Linked DNA regions of Macaca mulatta: region 2 is linked to region 1. Evidence: chromatin contacts called from public Hi-C data. All regions are on one chromosome and are shown on one strand. The core of a region is the stretch at or near the end of the contact, and the rest is flanking DNA. Distances in the headings are between cores, read along the strand shown.

Region 1 (5,609 bases), core at 2,323-4,822:
AACCCTGCACCATCTAATATGGCAGCCACCAACCACTTGGGCTATTAATTTTATTTTTGAGACAAAGGGCTGCTCTGTCACCTAGGCTGGGGAATAGTGGCGCGATCTCAGCTCACTGCAACCTCCACCTCCCAGGTTCAAGCAATTCTTCTGCCTTGGCCTACCAAGTAGCTGGGATTACAGGCACACGCCACCATGCCAGGCTAATTTTTTTGTATTTTTAGTAGAGACAGGGTTTCACCATGTTGGCCAGGCTGGTCTCGAACTCCTGACCTCACGCAACCTGCCCACCTTGACCTCTCAAAATGCTGGGATTACAGGCGTGAACCACCGCGCCCAGCCCACTTGTGGCTACTTAAACTCATAATTGAATAATATGCCCAGACAAGGTGGCTCACCCTTGTCATCCTGCATTTTGGGAGGCTGAGGCAGGAAGATTGCCTGAGTCCAGGAGTTCGAGATCAGCCTGGACAACATGGCAAAACTCCATCTCTACAAAGATTTAAAAATTAGCTGGGCGCGGCCGGGCGCGATGGCTCATGCCTGTAATCCCAGCACTTTGGGAGGCCAAGGCGGGCAGATCATCTGAGGTCAGGAGTTCAAGACCAGCCTGGTCAACATGGTGAAACTCCATCCCTACTAAAAATACAAAAATTAACTGGGTACAGTGGTGCACGCCAGTAGTCCCAGCTACTCAGGAGGCTGAGGCAGGAGAATCACTTGAACCTGGGAGGTGGAGGTTGCAGTGAGCCAAGATTGTGCCAATGCACTCCAGCCTCGGCAACAGAGCAAGACTCCATCTCAAAAAAAAAAAAAAAAAAAAAAATTAAAAATCAGCCAGGCATGGTAGCATGTGCCTGTGGTCCCAGCTACTTAGGAGGCTGAGGTGGGGGGATTGCTTGAGCCCAGGAGGTTGAGGCTGCAGTGAGCCATGATCATACCACTGCACTCACTCCAGCCTAGGCAACAGAGTGAGACCTTGTCTCAAAAAAAGAAAGAAAAGGCTGGGTGCAGTGGCTCATGACTTTCAAGGCCGACAGGTGGATCACTTGAGGCCAGAAGTTCGAGACCAGCCTGGACAACATAGTGAAACCCCATCTCTACCAAAAATACAAAAATTAGCCAGGCGTGATAGTGCACGCCTGTAATCCCAGCTACTAGGGAGGCTGAGGCAGGAGAATTGCTTGAACCCAGTGGGCAGAGGTTGCAGTAAGCCAAGATTACACCACTGCACTCCAGCCTGGGCAAGAGAGCGAAACTCTGTCTCAAAAAAAAGGAAAAGAAAAAGAAAAAAAAAAAAAAAGAAAAAGAAAAGAGAGAAAGAGGTACAGAAAGAAAGAGAGCAACAAAAGAGAAGAGACAAGACGAGACAAGACAAGAAAAGAAAAAGGAGAGGGGAGGGGAGGAGGAGAGGAGAAGAGAAGGAGAGGAAAGAAAGAAGAGAGAAAGAACAGGTGGGAGAAATAAAGGGGAAAAAACAATAACTCTAAGATAATACAAATTTAAAGATATATTAAAAAATTAAAAGTAGGGACTTCTTCCCTCCCCATTCCTCACCACAAATGAAGGAGGGGAAGCAAGAGGAAAGGTAATCAGGAGATTGAGACAGGAGAGAAAGATTTAATCAGCCTTAAATGACCTTTCCCTACCCTGCCCCAGTCCTGCCCACTTCCCGCCCCAGTTGCCCAGCCAATAGGCTCCTGGGACTGAGATCAGCGGTGGAGGATATGAACTGCTCCAAAAAAAAAAAAGTGAAAAGGTCTCCAGCCCAAAGGCAGGAGACTGCCCTACCCACATCTTGCTCCTGCAGCCCTTCTGCATTTACCTGTTTCAAGTGACTCCATTCCTAGATACCTACTACGTCCTACTCCTGGCCCATCCTCTTCACCCTCCTCCCGTTTGTCCCCCTACCCAGAGCTTCTTTCTACAGATTCCATCTTCTCCTCCTTATGGATTGGGGATCAGAGGATCAGACTCAACCTCACAAGATCTTTTAAGATTTTTTTCCGCAGGGCCTCACCAGTCCAGGCCTTCCCAAGGTCACCCTTTTCTTCTCCCCATCTCCAACGTCAGTTTCTGTCCTTTCCCTCTACCCTCACTATCAACAATGACCAACATTCCTATTGCCCTTATGATGTGCCAGGTCCAGTCCTTAGCATTTTACATATTAATTTTTCACAGTCCTATGAGGTGGCCACTGTTAATATTTTAGAGAGGGAAATTAGGTCCATAGATCCAGAGAGGTGCAGTCCGTTGCCCAATACACAAGTGGAAAGTGGCAGAGCAAGGACATGAACCCACCCATGTAACCACTACTCTCCTATCTGTCAAATGTAGTTCAAAGCTCTTCTGCAACCCCTTGCCTCTCCCCCTCTAAAGAGAGGCTTCCACCCAGGTTTTTTGCAGTGTAATTTTGACAGCATCCACCTGAAGGGATTGTGACCCTTTTGACAAGAAACAAAGCCTTCTCAAGTGTTTCTAAGAAATGTGGGCAAAGTGCCCTATCTGTACCTCTGTCCCTCCGTTTTTCCCCTCATTAACTCAACAAATATTAATCATCTCCTCTGTACAGTGTCCAGAACACACGAGTTCCCTGTCTTGATATTCGATCAGGAGACACAGGAACCAAACAAAATTTTTACACAATTCATTTTAAAATCAGAATTGTGGCAAAGGAGCAAAGAAATACAAGGCCCTATGCAGCCTGCGATAAGGGGACTTGCTCTCTTCTTTCTTCTTCTTGAAGAGGGATCTTTGCCCAGAAGAAAGTCTCTCCTTTATAAAGTCAGTTTCATTCTCCAAAGCCTGAGGGAAAAGGTCTCGCGGTCTTCCCCTGTCCCTCCAAGGAACCTCCCCTGAATACGAGTGGCAGTTAATAAGGAACCCCCGGCCGGGCGCGCTGGCTCACGCCTGTAATTCCAGCACTTTGGGAGGCCGAGGTGGGCGGATCACGAGGTCAGGAGATCGAGACCATCCTGGCTAACACAGTGAAACCCCGTCTCTACTAAAAATGCAAAAAAAAAAAATTAGCCGGGGGTGGCGGCGGGCGCCTGTAGTCCCAGCTACTCGGGAGGCTGAGGCAGGAGAACGGCGTGAATCCGGGAGGCAGAGCTTGCAGTGAGCTGAGATCCGGCCACTGCACTCCAGACTCCGCCTCAAAAACTAACTAAATAAATAAATAAGGAACTCCCATCCCTCTCTTCAAGTCGTCTCCCTTCCTCAGGGCCCACAAAGAAGTTGCAAACGGGTTTTGTCCTCTCCTGAAGAAGTGGAAGTTCTTTTCTTCTAAGGAAGTGGCAGATCTTCCCTTCGGTGTCTTCTCCAAGGGGTCTCCCACTCTTTTTCCCTTCTGTGACAGCCCTTCCTTCATATCCTTCAGGGACCCCACACTCTGAAGATAGCCTTTACATCCCTAATCCCCTTTGGGAAAACCCCCTGGGGCCCAGGTACTCACAGATCTAGCCAGTCCCCGAGCCCCAGGCCGCCACAGCAGCAAGAGGGCAGCCTGGCTCAGGCCTCGGTTTGGCCGCCAGACCCTCGCCGCAGCGATCGCTACCGCCATCTTGGCTAGCAACCACTCAGCGGTAGGGCACTCACGTAGGCTAGATTCGGGGCTGCCCCTTTATGTGCCTGACACAAACTCCAGCACCATCTGACAAGAAAATCACCTTCTTCCCATTCTGTTGTAGATAGAATGCACAGAGATTTGGAGAAGAAAACCTATCTACCCAAAATTTTCCCCAGTCGCCTCATTGTAGTTACTCCTGTAACAGGCAAAGAAGAGGGCAACCTGACCACGGCCTCAGGGATTTAGGGCCCGGGGGCCCAGAGTAAAACAGGTCACTGCCAAGGCCTGCCTCCTGTTCTCAACTGTCCAATGGCGTTGCCAGAGTTAGGAGGTGGGACTGGGCGGAGCCAGATTGTTGGTAAACGCTAAGCCACGTGCGGACGCCAGGACTGACGGCCGAGCCCAGCGCGTGCGCAATGGTTACGCAGAGTGTTCGCAGCGCGCGCTGCCGGGCGGAAGTGATAATCGCAGCCGCACGTGGGGTCGGCGCGATGGAGGAGGAGATGCATACTGACGCCAAAATCCGCGCTGAAATTGGAACAGGGTGCAGCCCTCGGGGTCCCGGCTGCAGCCTCCGGCACTTTGCCTGCGAACAGAACCTGCTGTCGCGGCCAGATGGCTCTGCTTCCTTCCTGCAAGGTAAGAACTTACCCAGGTCTTTTGGAGAGGGACTACCATGTACCGTGCAACGGAGTGCCCATCTCCCCATGATACCAGCTGGTAAATGTCACTCCTGCGTTGATACATGATTTCTTGTCCGATTGAATACTACTACATACGCAGGGATACATACATCTCTCCCTCACGACTAGAAAGGAGAAGATAGCTCCATCTTTGTAAATATGTCTGAGAATGACAGGCGGGGCAGACCGTCCCCGCAAGAATTGATATTTCAGAATAGGGAAAATCACCTCACCAGGGTAAATATCGCCCTTAACTAGGTTCCTCCTCCTCACCCCCGCCCCCGCCCGCCCCACACACACGCCCGCTAGGTCCTTGCATCCCGGACTGACGCAAACCTGTCAATTTGCATACTCTGGACTGTGGCGGATCTTTCACCCACGTAAATACTCCTCAAATTGAAGATAATGTCACTGCCCTGGGTTGAAAAATACATCCCCACCGCTACCTCACTGCATCTCTCCACAGGAGTAAATATCCCTAAGATTAGGGCAAGTCTTACCTATAGGGCAAATATCCCCTTCCCCTAGCTAAATAACTCTCAGAACCAGATTAACTCCAAGAATATTTCTCTTTAACGTTTGAGACAGGAGGCTGGGCACAGTGGCTCACGCCTGTAATCCCCACACTTTGGGAGGCCAAGGCGGGTGGATCACCTGAGGTCAGGAGTTCGAGACCAGCCTGGCCAACATGGCGAAACCCCGACTCTACTAAAAGTACAAAAATTAGCCAGGCATGGTGGTGGGCGCCTGTAATCCCAGCTACTGGGGAGGCTGAGGCAGGAGAATCTCTTGAACCCAGGAGGCAGAAGTTGCAGTGAGCCAAGATTGTGCCATTGTACTCCAGTGTGCACGACAAAACAAGATAATGTCTCAAAAAAAAAAAAAAAATTTTGAGACAGGGTCTCACGATGTTGCCCAGGTTGGTCTTGAACTCCTGGACTCAAGCAGTCCTCCTCCCAAAGTGCTCATATAGGTACCAGCCACCACGCCCAGCCCCAATACATTTTAACAAAATCTGGCTGCTGTGTTGATTGTGGGGAGTATGGGGGAAAACAGGGAGGTGATGGTGGCTCCAGCCAGAACAGGAGTAGTGGAGGTGATGAGATTCTGGATGTAGTTTGAAAGTAAAACGGACAAAACTTACCTATAGTTTGGTTTGAGTGCGAGGAAAAAGAGTCAGGCATAACTAAGGTTTCTGCCCAGATCTGTACAAGTCTGGAAATCAGGAGAGAGACCCAAGCTGGACATAGGCAATTTGGAACTCTCTGGCTGTATATATGGTATTTCAGCCTATTGACTGAACGAAGTCAGTGTAGATGGAAAAGAGGTCCCAGGACCAAGCCCTAGGCCTTCCAACT
Region 2 (5,609 bases), core at 1,805-4,304, 34 kb before region 1:
GCTGAGCTCTTGCTGATGGGAAACCAGATGCCAGAGGCCCAAGGCATGCAATGGCATCATAATCCCACAAGCGCCTGTGGTTGACAGAGATGAGGCACGTGCCTTGGGACCCCCTGTGGCTGCTGTGCTCAACAGCTGTGGTAGTTGTGACAATTCTAAAGACTGGGTATTGGATGGATTCTCCAGAGTGCCCCTGAGTGCCCACAGACAGTGACAAGCGTGGGTCTGCTAACTCAGCTCAAGTCACAGTCTGAGAACTAGACAGCTTCCATGACAGCCCCCACATTTTTGTTTTTTGTTATTTTGTTTTTGATACAGTCTCACTATGTCGCCTAGGCTGGAGTGCAGTAGTGCGATCTCTTGGCTCACTGCAACCTCCACCTCCTGGTTTCAAGCGATTCTCCTGCCTTAGCTTCCCAAGTAGCTGGGATTACAGGCACGCACCACCACACCAAGCCAATTTTTGTATTTTTAGTAGAGACAGCATTTTGCCATGTTGGCCACGCTGTTCTCAAACTCCTGGCCTCAGGTGATCCACCTGCCTCAGCCTCCCAAAGTGCTGGGATTACAGGTACGAGCCACCATGCCTGGCCCAAAAGTTTTTACTTCTTTGGAATGGGGTCACCTAATTGGACCCAGAGTAAACAGGCAATCTTGAACCCCCAAGTCACTTCAAGCGAGTGACTTATCAGTGTCTGAGGAACCTACCAGCCTTCCTTTGCTTAGAAACTCTGTGATGTGACCCGGCGCAGGGGCTCACGCCTGTAATCCCAGCACTTCAGGAGGCCAAGGAAGGTGGATCATGAGGTCAGAAGTTCAAAACCAGCCTGGCCAACATAGTAAAACCCCATCTCTACTAAAAATACAAAAAAATTAGCTAGGCGTGGTGGCGGGTGCCTGTAATCCTAGTTACTTGGGAGGCTGAACACTCCCGAGTAGGAGGATTACTTAAACCCAGGAGGCAGAGAGGTTGCAGTGAGCTGAGATCACACCACTGCACACCAGCCTGGGCAATAGTGCAAGACTCTATCTCAAAAAAAAAAAAGGGGCCGGGCGCGGTGGCTCACGCCTGTAATCCCAGCACTTTGGGAGGCCGAGGCGGGCGGATCACAAGGTCAGGAGATCGAGACCACGGTGAAACCCCGTCTCTACTAAAAATACAAAAAAAAAAAATTAGCCGGGCGCGGTGGCGGGCACCTGTAGTCCCAGCTACTCAGGAGGCTGAGGCAGGAGAATGGCGTGAACCCGGGAGGCGGAGCTTGCAGTGAGCCGAGATCGCGCCACTGCACTCCAGCCTGGGCGGCAGAGCGAGACTCCGTCTCAAAAAAAAAAAAAAAAAAAAAAAGAGGCCAAAAAAAAAAAAGAGGCCGGGTGCGGTGGCTCATGCCTGTAATCCCAGCACTTGGAGAGGCCAAGGCGGGCAGATCATGAGGTCAGGAGATCAAGACCATCCTGGCTAACATGATGAAACCCCATCTCTTCTAAAAATACAAAAAAATTAGCCGGGCGTGGTGGTAGGCGCCTGTAGTCCCAGCCACTCGGGAGGCTGAGGCAGGAGAATGGTGTGAATCTGGGAGGCAGAGCTTGCAGTGAGCGGAGATCACACCACTGCACTCCAGCCTGGGTGACAGAGTGAGACTCCGTCTCAAAAAAAAAAAAAAAGAAATCTTGTGATGACCTCACCAGGGGCAGACACCTTGAAAGTGGTTGTCCATTCTTTTTTTTTTTTTTCTTAATTAGAGATAAGATCTCACTATGTTGCCCAGGCTGGTCTCAAACTCCTGGGCTCAAGTGATCCTCCCCTCTTGGCCTCCCAGAGTACTGGGATTATAGGGGTGAGCCACTGTCCCACCCCAGTTTTTTTTCTCATGGCCAGCTCTTACACAGAAATAACGGATACACCCCTTTCTTCTTAAGACTCACCACAAGCGCCCCTTGCTGCCTCTAGACCCATAAATACCTAGGGTCAAATCGGCTTGCTCCAGGTAGACAGGTGCCAGCTTTTACACGATGAGAATGACAAGGCTTCGCAAATATACAGAGTCAGAAACTTGGGGAATGCATGCAGAAGTGGATTTTAAGCATGTGACACCAATGAGGGTGGATGTAACACTAGCTCAGGCCAAATTTACTGGCATCAGTGCGCTTTCCAGAGCTTCTGGATTTCATGGGTTACCTTGTGCAGCTGGACGTGGTTCTAATAGCTTGCTTGGGTACCTAACCGGAACTTGGATCCAACAGTGGCCTAAAGTTAATGAGGCAGAGAGACCAGAACTGCCCTAGCGTAAGATGGATGAGGGGAGTCCCAAGGCTTGGGGAGATGGAAGTGTTGGATTGGAATGATCATGTTCCACCAGCATGTCCACCCTCCAACCATGTTCCCCAAGAAGGCACCCCTTACTGGCCAATCCCATGGTAGAGTTAATCATTCTGTATATTGAACTTTCCCTATTCCCATTCCTGTGTGGTTTCTCTCTCCTTATTGGACCCAGGCTGAGGCACATGGCAAAGGCAAAAAGAAAGGCACCCTCCGAAGCTTCCTTTTTTTTTTTTTTTTGAGACGGAGTCTCGCTCTGCCGCCCAGGCTGGAGTGCAGTGGCCAGATCTCAGCTCACTGCAAGCTCTGCCTCCCGGGTTCACGCAATTCTCCTGCCTCAGCCTCCCAAGTAGCTGGGACTACAGGCGCCGCCACCTCGCCCGGCTAGTTTTTTGTATTTTTAAAGTAGAGACGGGGTTTCACCGTGTCAGCCAGGATGGTCTCGATCTCCTGACCTCGTGATCCGCCCGTCTCAGCCTCCCAAAGTGCTGGGATTACAGGCTTGAGCCACTGCACCCGGCCCCTCCGAAGCTTCCTAATGCTTCCAGGAAGAGCAGCGCCCCCTGCCCCCAGAAGCTAGATGAGCCCAGGGGTCTGGAGTCCCTCTCTCCCAGCCCCAGGGTAGAGTGAACTTGCAGACTCCCTCAGGAGGTGCTCGGGCTCCTGCCCCCAGCCCCTAGCTGTCATTTCCCACTCCAGCTATTATTCCATTAACATTCACCACTTCCTCCCCACTCTCTTCCTCCAGCTGTTCCCACAGGCTCCATTATTCAAACTTGGGGGGAGGAAATCAGGGCTGGACAGATCAACTGCTGCTGCTGACAGACTGGGTTCCTGCCATGATGGGGACAGGCCTGCCCCCAAACAAGGGTGGAGTGAAGGGGTCAGCCCAGGCTTAGTGGGAGCCCCTTAGTCCCACCCCATGTCTTGGGAGGTCTTTAGAGAGCTGATGCAGTACCAACAGCAGGGACCTCTGGAGGGCAGGGATGCAAACACAGGCAGACACCCTCTCCTGCCCCAGGGAGCTGGATGTGAGTGTTCCCAGAGTCACAGCGCCCCTGGGGGAGGGGCGGGGCCCAGGGCGAGGCTGGCTCCAGGGCTGGAGGTTGGGGGTAAGGTAGGAACGGATTCCCACCCTGCTGGCAGGCAGCCCGGGTGGAGGAGGTACAGGGGGTCAGCTTAGCTCCCGGGGTTCCCTGTGGGCCCCACCCTGTCACCCTCTATTGCCCTTGAAGCTCCAGTCTTTTCCTCTCCTGTTCTTCCCCTTGGCTCCCTCTCCGCCACTCACTCCCCAGGTCTGGCTCAGAAGCCTGAGTCCCTCCCCTCTGCCCTCCACCTGCCTCTCTCAAACTCTCTTTCCCCCGTGAGCACCCCACAGGGCTTCCGCAACCCCTTATCTTTCTCGGATCTCCATTTCCCTCCCCCTCTCCCTCCTGGCCACCTTCCCACTTTTCCTGTCTTCTCTCTCTCCCCCTCAGCTCTCTCCATCGCCTGTCTCACCCCAGTTCTCCTCTCTCTGCTCCCGGGCCGTCCCTTCCCTCTCCACAATGTCTCTGTCTCTCCTCCTCCTCACCAGCCCCTTCCCCCTCCACCCTGACTGGGCAGCCACAACAAACATCCCTCTCTCTGGCGGGCCCGCCGATCCCTTCCCACTCAGCACATTCACTGCCGCCTCCTGGCCATGGGCGCCGCCGGGTGCCAGCCTCTCAGCCTCCCCATCTCTGCCTCAGTGGGACCCTGCCTCACCCTGGTCACTCTGACACTCCCCAGCCCAGGCCCAGCCCTCAGTCTCACCCTCCCTGGTACCCCCTCCCTCCCCAGGCCCTGGTTCTCCCCTCCTAGGCCTCGCAACGCCCCCGTCTTGTTTCTGTGGCTGCCCCCTGCACCCTTCCCAGCTGTCTTACCAGAAACCAGCCCTAACACGCCAGAGCTCCATCTCTCAGGTCGGCCTCCTGCCCTCCTCCCTCCCTCCCTCCCTTCTGCCTCAGCCCCGCCCCGGCCCCTGGGGCCCTCCCTGCTCCCGCTCCGCTCCCCTCCCCGCCCCTCTGGACTGGCTGGGCAGGGCTGGGCCTGGCCGGTCGACAACGCAGGGGCTGGGGCAGGCAGATCAGAGGGAGCTGAGGCCTGACCTGAGGCCAGCACCCGGAGCTGGTGGGAGCCAGACCCAGAGGTAAAAAGGCGTGGGATCCCTGGTTCCCCTGTCCCTGGGGTGGGGATGTTGCGGGAGGCACGCTGGGTTTCTAACCCCAGGGAGCTAGGAATCGTGCTCCTGATTTCCTGGTGAGGGCGATAAATGGAGGGAGAGGGAGGAGATAGACGGCAGGGTCCCTTGTCCTGGATGGAGACAGGGAAGAGGTAGACCCTTGGGCTCTTAGGAAGGTGGAAACATTTGGACGGAGTGGGAAGAACAGGGTGCTGGAATGGGATTGGAATGGGGGATTCCTAGGTCTAGGAATAAGGACCAACGGGGTCCCTGGGTCAGGGGAGCTGTTTAGGATCTGGGACTGAGAGAAGCTGTTACGGGGGTTGGCAGGGACTATGGGAGATTGTGAAGCTGTCTGCCTGGGCCCTGGCTGGGCCCTCTCTGGAGGCCCATCCCCACACCCCAATGGCCTCCGTGGCTCCCCTGTGGCTCCCTTGTAGCTCCCGCGGCCGCCCCTTCCCTGGGCCAGGTCATGCGCTGCCCCAAGTGCCTTCTCTGCCTGTCAGCACTGCTCACACTCCTGGGCCTCAAAGTGTACATCGAGTGGACATCCGAGTCCTGGCTCAGCAAGGCCTACCCCAGCCCTCGGGGCACCCCGCCAGGCCCCACGCCAGCCAACCCCGAGCCCACCCTACCTGCCAACCTCTCCGCCCGCCTGGGCCAGACTGGCCCGCTGCCCTTCGCTTACTGGAACCAGCAGCAGTGGCGGCTGGGGTCCCTGCCCAGTGGGGACAGCACTGAAACGGGGGGCTGCCAGGCTTGGGGGGCCGCCGCCGCCGCCGAGATCCCTGACTTCACCTCCTACCCCAAGGACCTCCGTCGTTTCCTGCTGTCAGCAGCCTGCCGGAGCTTCCCACAGTGGCTGCCTGGAGGTGGTGGCGGCCAAGTCTCCAGCTGCTCGGATACTGATGTCCCCTACCTGCTGTTGGCCGTCAAGTCAGAACCAGGGCGCTTTGCAGAACGACAGGCCGTGAGGGAGACGTGGGGCAGTCCAGCTCCAGGGATCCGGCTGCTCTTCCTGCTAGGGTCTCCGGTGGGTGAGGCAGGGCCTGACCTAGACTCACTAGTGGCCTGGGAGAGCCGTCGCTA

Evidence for each region. Hi-C and Micro-C count contacts between places; a contact is called where the count stands out from the background.
Region 2: a contact with region 1 is called in a Hi-C map of cortical neurons, with 2.3 times the contacts expected there. The contact joins the promoter of B3GNT8 here to the promoter of BCKDHA in region 1. A contact is called at or near these places in 3 of 14 Hi-C or Micro-C datasets (blood, cortical neurons and fetal cortex germinal zone).

The regions. Positions count from the first base shown.
Region 1 is chr19:52,542,347-52,547,955 of T2T-MMU8v2.0, reverse strand. BCKDHA (branched chain keto acid dehydrogenase E1 subunit alpha) reads right to left here and starts at 3,572. Exons shown (of 7, transcript XM_077983049.1): 1 at 3,455-3,572. The coding sequence starts at 3,562. EXOSC5 (exosome component 5) reads left to right here and starts at 3,995. Exons shown (of 6, transcript XR_013410724.1): 1 at 3,995-4,207.
Region 2 is chr19:52,575,914-52,581,522 of T2T-MMU8v2.0, reverse strand. It overlaps B3GNT8 (UDP-GlcNAc:betaGal beta-1,3-N-acetylglucosaminyltransferase 8), which reads left to right and starts at 3,054. Exons shown (of 3, transcript XM_015124102.3): 1 at 3,054-3,187; 2 at 4,213-4,487; 3 at 4,961-5,609. The coding sequence starts at 4,993.